Regions from separate parts of the Astyanax mexicanus genome. Here region 1 is linked to region 2. A link is a contact called in public Hi-C data. All regions are on one chromosome and are shown on one strand. Each heading gives the region's core, a stretch centred on a gene start, on an enhancer-like site or on the middle of the called end of the contact. The rest is flanking DNA. Distances are from core to core; before and after follow the strand shown. Region 1 holds the start of ssbp4 (single stranded DNA binding protein 4). Region 2 overlaps ssbp4 (single stranded DNA binding protein 4).

Region 1 (3,055 bases), core at 268-2,767, 77 kb after region 2:
TAACATGAGCTGCATATCGGTTAGGGAGTCCACAACACGGGCACGTCTTCAGCACAACGAGCCGGCTACCACTTCACTAGCATCCGCCAACATTAGCCTGGAGAGTCGGTTCGGGACGTGGTTCAAAGTTCGGAACGTGTTTTACAGTATTTAACAGTGTTTAACAGTGCTTTGCAGTATTTAACAGGGGTTTACGGTGTTGTATAGTCCTCCACGGTGTTTTGTATTTTTCCACATTGTTTTGCATTGTTTAACAACATTTACCAGTGTTTAGCAGTGTCTTGGTTTGTTTTAACATCGTTTAACAGCATTTAGCAGTGTTTAACAGTATTTTACAGTGAGTTCACCACAGCTAAAGCTGGTTATCGCTGCTGTTGTCAGTAGCTAGTATATTTAGCGTTTAGCCAGCGTTAAGCTTCTCGTCACTTTTGGACAGATGTGACCATATTACTATCCCTACTATTATCCCTCAGTGAACATTATACGAATATATAACGTAACATAAATACAGGAATTTAGGCAATAGCTAATATGGTCACTTCTGTCCTAAGAAAAAGAGACGAGAAGCTAGCTAACTAACAACCCCAACTAATAAACTAGTTACAGCTAACCTAGCGTTATACTACTGATAACAACAGCGATATCATCACAACACTTTATCAATAAGATAAAGGCACTGCTGGGAGGTGAGCTCACTGTAAAACACTGTAGCAGTAGCTAAAACACTGTTAAACACAGTTAAACACTGTAAAAACATCCACTGAACTTTGAACCACGTTTTAAAGCCCGACGAATACGATGAAACTATAGCTGGGTCTTCCAGTCTTCCAACACAGAAACAGCAACAACAGCACACTTTGTTAGTTAACTAGCTGAGCTAGTTTAGCTAACCGCTAACTAGCTAACTACGGTAACTAAGCAACGAACTAACTAGCTAACTATTAGCTTAGCTAGTTAACTAACTAACTTTACAGCTCCGGACCAAAACACACCGAAAACAGCTTTAAGCTACAACACGCCTGTAAGTTCAGCCTTGGAAGAAAGATATCTAGCTACAAGTCACCGGACAGTGTGCACGAAGTCTTCTCTATCTCTAATAAAGTAGTTACAACACCGTAACCAACTGCAGGAAACGAAAACGCCAAAACAACAACAATAACAGCTGATCGCCAGGTGCGAAAAAGTTAAAGAGCCGAGCCGGGGGCAGAGAGAGAGCCTCCCCCGGCGCGCAGAAAGAAGCGTGTTACTGTACCGAGCCCCCTCAAACAATAGTAAAGAAGAGCAGGAGTTGGAAAGTTGGAGCTCCCGCACCATTAAAGTCTTCAAACAGCGCGCAAAATCCACTTACTTTTCTCTCGCTTGACTATCAGAAGGGACGACAGCTCCTTTACCTTTGGCGTACATGCTGGATTCTGTTTTAAGACTTTTACCCACTCAACACCTGTCAAAGAAAGAAAGCAGCCAGGAAAACGTTATATCTCCATAGCTACCCCTTTAGTGTTTTTCCTCCCCCCTCCTCCTCCTCCTCCTCTTCTTCCCTCCCTCCCTCCGTCCCTCCATCCCCCCTCCCTCCCTTCTTTTTTCACATCTCCAACATTGGCCACAAATCAGGCACAGTTTCTATTGGGGGGACTTGAAACAGGCCGCTGGAAGATTTTTTTTCTCTCCCTCTACCGCTGTTCCAGGAATGCGCTCTCCCTCCCCCCGCACTGGAGACGGTGGGGGCCTCTTAAAGGGGAACGCACACTCCTTGTTTACAAGACTGAGGCAATAGTGGGGAACTGATCAGAGAAAAAATATATATTTATACATATATATACAGACCACTTAAAATTATGAGCTTCTTTAATTTAACCAAATTGAAAACCTCTGGAATATAATCAAGAGAAAAATGCATGATCACAAGCCATCAAACCAAGCTGAACTGCTTGAATTTTTGCACCAAGAGTGGCATAAAGTTATCCAAAAGCAGTGTGTAAGACTGGTGGAGGAGAACATGCCAAGATGCATGAATACTGTGATTAAAAATCAGGGTTATTCCACAAAACATTGATTTCTGAACTTTTAAAACCTTTACTAATATAAACTTGTTTTCTTTACATTATTTGACGTCTGAAAGCCCTGCATCTTTTTTATTATTTTAGCCATTTCTCTAAATGACAATATTTTTATTCGGAATTTGGGAGAAATGTTGTCCGTAGTTTATAGAATAAAACAACAATGCTCATTTTACCCAAAGTCAAAGAAACTGATTCAGAAAGTGAAGTGGTCTCTTATTTTTTTCAGAGCTATATATATATATATACACACACCAACCACATTGCCTCAGGTCTTCGTTGTGTGATTTTGCAACTTTGATGGCCGACTCTTTAGGCCTTCGTTTTAAAGTACAGAGTCAGAATCATGAAATTGTAAGACAGATCTGTTTGCTGGTCAACGCCACTTAGCTACAAATAATACTTTGAGCACTATAGCTCATGATGGTGTATTTTCGTAAAAAAAAAAAAAACCTTCCCCTGGCCTACAGTCTCTCAAAAAAGTGAATTTTTGACCTTCTATATACAGATGTGCAAATGAATAAAACCGTGCAGTGGCTCGATGACAAAGTAATGGTAATGCAAGTGCTAGCTTATATGGCAATTTGTAGGACTATGCACATATAAAAGCAGACATCTGCCACCTCTAAAAATATCCCTTTCCGTGGCCGTGTTTCTGTTTACATGTGCAGCCTACGCACTGCTTTTAAAAGGGAAACTCCTTCCGCTTTCCTTAGAGTTTAAAAAGTTTAGGTAGCTGACATTTACGCCCACATACATTCTGTCTGTGTGACAAGATGAGAGACCGAATAATAAATGGTCAAATCGTAAATGGCTTCCAATTATACATGGATGGCTGTACTCTATGTCCAAATGTTTGTGAACAACCATTCTAGTAAATGTATTCAACTCAAAGTGATCAGGATGTGTCACCAGGTACTAAAAAACATGGTTTAGCTAAAGTTAGCCACTGGCATTTTTTTACCCTAGTGCTTCAGCCAGTATGTTTTCTTTAGAAT
Region 2 (3,220 bases), core at 449-2,948:
ACTACATGGCCGATCAATTACATCAGCTGTTCCATTCATTTCAGGATTGGAAACTAGATACAAGATACAGATGTTCTTTACACTTGAAAAGGGTTCCTTATACTCACCCATCTCCAAATATGGTTCTTTATGCAGCCAAAAACAAGTCTTCTATGGCATTGCTCAAAGAACCATTGGAACATTGGGACCTTTGTATTTTTAGGAATGTACTGTTAGGATGGTGTGGGATGAAACAACCCACTTTTAAAGACACATTCCACTCCTTCTACACTTCACAACAAATTTCAAAATGCTCAGTTTAGATGTGGATTTGGTGTAAAAAAAAATCCACATCTTATATTTAATACATAGAACTCTCGAAAAAATTAAGAGACCACTTAAGAGACCATTTTTCTGAATCCGTTTCTCTGGTTTTGCTATTTATAGGTAGATGTTTGAGTAAAATGAACATTGTTGTTTTATTCTATAAACTACGGACAATATTTCTCCCAAATTCCACATAAAAATATTGTAATTTACAGCATTTATTTGCAGAAAATGAGAAATGGCCAAAACAACAAAAAAGACGGAAAGCTTTCAGACTTCAAATAATGCAAAGAAGACAAGTTCAAATTCATAAAGTTTTAAGAGTTCAGAAATCAATATTAAGTGGAATAACCCCGATTTTTAATCACAGTTTTCATGCACCTTGGCATGTTCTCCTCCATCAGTCATACACACTGCTTTTGGATAACTTTCAAGCAGTTCAGCTTGGTTTGAAGGCTTGTGATCATCCATCTTCCTCTTGAATATTTTCTAGAGGATTTTAATTTGGTAAAATCTAAGAAACTAATCATTTTTAAGTGAGCTCTTATTTTTTTCTAGAGCCGTACAACATATAATACAAATAATACCAAGCCAGTCAGACATAAAAATGTGTAAGTCCTTCTTTGTAATATCTGAACAGCTCTGACTGTTTGAGACATGGACTTACACAAGACCTTTCAAGGTGTCCTGTGGGATCTGGCACCAAGACATTAGCACAAGATCCTTTAATAGAAAGTCCAGTTAGTTGGGAGGTGAGGTATTCATAATTGAATGAGCACCAGTGAGCATTCAGAACCTGTACTAGTCACTGGTTCAAAAATTGTCCATCCTAGGAGCACCTTTGTTAGGTACTGACCGCTAAACACCAGGACCAATGATGTTTTGGAGATGCCCAACTGACCTAAAAGACTTGTTCATTATCCTGCATATTCCAGCACATCAATAACGATAAAGAACTGTCTGTTCACACTGTATGCATATTCCACTCTGTTGCAGGCACCACTGTAACCAGATCCTCAAGGTTAATCTCTTCATCTGTCTGTGTTTGTAATGTTATGGCCCATGGGCGGACACAGATTGTATGCATTCTATACCACACCAAAAACTGCTCCACTACTGTCAAAGGACCCTTAAGTGCTTGGACTATAAGGAGCCATTATCAAATCGACTCGTTGTGAGGTCACAGATTTACACCCCTGGCTCCTAATAATGCTGCAGTTTATGAGGGGCGAGTGTTATGTTCTTCCCCCGCCACAAGTCACTCCTGCTGGGTGAAGCAGCTGCTGCAGCCCCTGCCCCGCTCTCCTCCTCCACACTGCTCTGCCACCAGCACTGCGCCTCCTCCACCTCCTCCCTCCAACCCAGGCCCATTATGAGTGAATGGGCGAGGCATATGGCCTTTATGGTGGTGCCTGCTCCTGCTATGTGGCCCTGTAGAGAGGAACAACATGAGTGGGTTTGTCCGTGTGTGTGCGTGTGTGTCTCTGCATGCGTAGCTGAGTGTGTAGGGGAAGTGTGTGTAGGGGGGGGGGGGTGTGTGTGCTAAATGAAGCAATTAATAAAATCATTTTCTACCCAGCTAAGGAGATAACGGCTTGGCACAGAACCACCAGCCCATCCACAGAAGCCCCTCCTGCCTTATGAAAGAACAGCACACACTATTCCTACTGGGACAGCGCAGTAAAGGACAGTAGCAATCGCAGGGGCCAAGCACGCCTGTAAAAGTGCAACGAAGCTCTGAAACCACTAGGAGGCAGTGCAGAACTGCAGACAGGCAGCTGTGGACACAAAGCCACCAACACAACAAAGCACAGCACAACAGCACAATGCATATTTCATTGTTGCCTCTGTGTGTATGCTGAGACAGACCTGCTGCCACTTCTTGGACAAACAATATGACGTGTGGCCGAACTGGCTTTAAAAGAAGCATGTAAAGTGTGAAGCCAAAGTCTGTGTGAAACCAAGGTGTGTTTCAACACTTTGGAGGATGCTATAATGATGCTATAATTCCATGATGTTGCAAAGATCAGAATGTGATCATACCTTATAGTCACTAATCGCCAGAAAACAAAACAAGTCAGCCACTGAGGCCTGCTGAGTTCAGAAGCCAGCTGTGCTTCCAGAGGTCTAACCTTTACGATCCTTTTAACCTTTTAGGTCTTCAAACGAGACCGTCAATTCATTGACCAATCAGGAAATACCATCAAACTCTATGGTACTGAAGCATTGGTATAACACGCTAAAGAAACAACTATGCTTCAAATGGTTCAGTGATGCCATAGAAGGACCATTTTTGGTTTCATAAATACATAATAGAGGTATAAGTTTGAGACAGTGTGTGTGAGTGTTTAGGAATCCGTATAAAGGTCTAAAGAACCTTCAGTTGTTGTAAAGGATCTTTAGTAATTGAAATAGACTCTCAAGCCTCTTTCACGCCATGCACAATAATGCAGAACTTTTGCAGACATTACCTTGAGGAGCGGTTTGTGTGAATGAAATGTCCATGTCATTACCTGAACATTACTGAACATAGACTTTATCCTGCCAGCCTAGTAATACAGATACTCAGTAAAGTCTAAGTAAACTCATTTTTAAATAGTGGAGTGGACTCATGCTTCTGGAAAATCATGAAAAATCTCTAGTTGTACGCTACTTGTGTTCAGACCTGATTCTCCAGACATTTTCTGGAGTTTTTAAGTGAAAACAACATCAATCTCATTAACATTACTACTACAAACATGGTTCTATATGTAACCAATGGTGGCTCTTTGGTGTTACACCATTTTACGAGACATTATGTTTGCGCTTGGATTGTCTGAGCATTTCTTTCTTGACAATTCTTTATTCTAAAAGAAGGATTATGTGAGAATTGGCATTTCTGTAGGGGTCCCCCTACAGTTGTGAAGTGTCATTC

The links. A called contact is a pair of places that touch in the nucleus more often than the background predicts.
Region 1: a contact with region 2 is called in a Hi-C map of muscle, with 9 times the contacts expected there. The contact joins the promoter of ssbp4 here to the enhancer-like site in region 2. A contact is called at or near these places in 2 of 3 Hi-C or Micro-C datasets (both in muscle).

Annotation. Positions count from the first base shown.
Region 1 is chr16:22,701,326-22,704,380 of AstMex3_surface, forward strand. It overlaps ssbp4 (single stranded DNA binding protein 4), which reads right to left and starts at 1,518. Exons shown (of 18, transcript XM_015601289.3): 1 at 1,349-1,518. The coding sequence starts at 1,404.
Region 2 is chr16:22,623,648-22,626,867 of AstMex3_surface, forward strand. All of the region lies in intron 5 of ssbp4 (single stranded DNA binding protein 4), which reads right to left. Among protein-coding and RNA genes, the nearest start is that of fkbp8, 20 kb to the left of the region's middle. Within about 2 kb of position 1,699, the one cell type or tissue checked has an H3K27ac peak away from gene starts, as active enhancers do.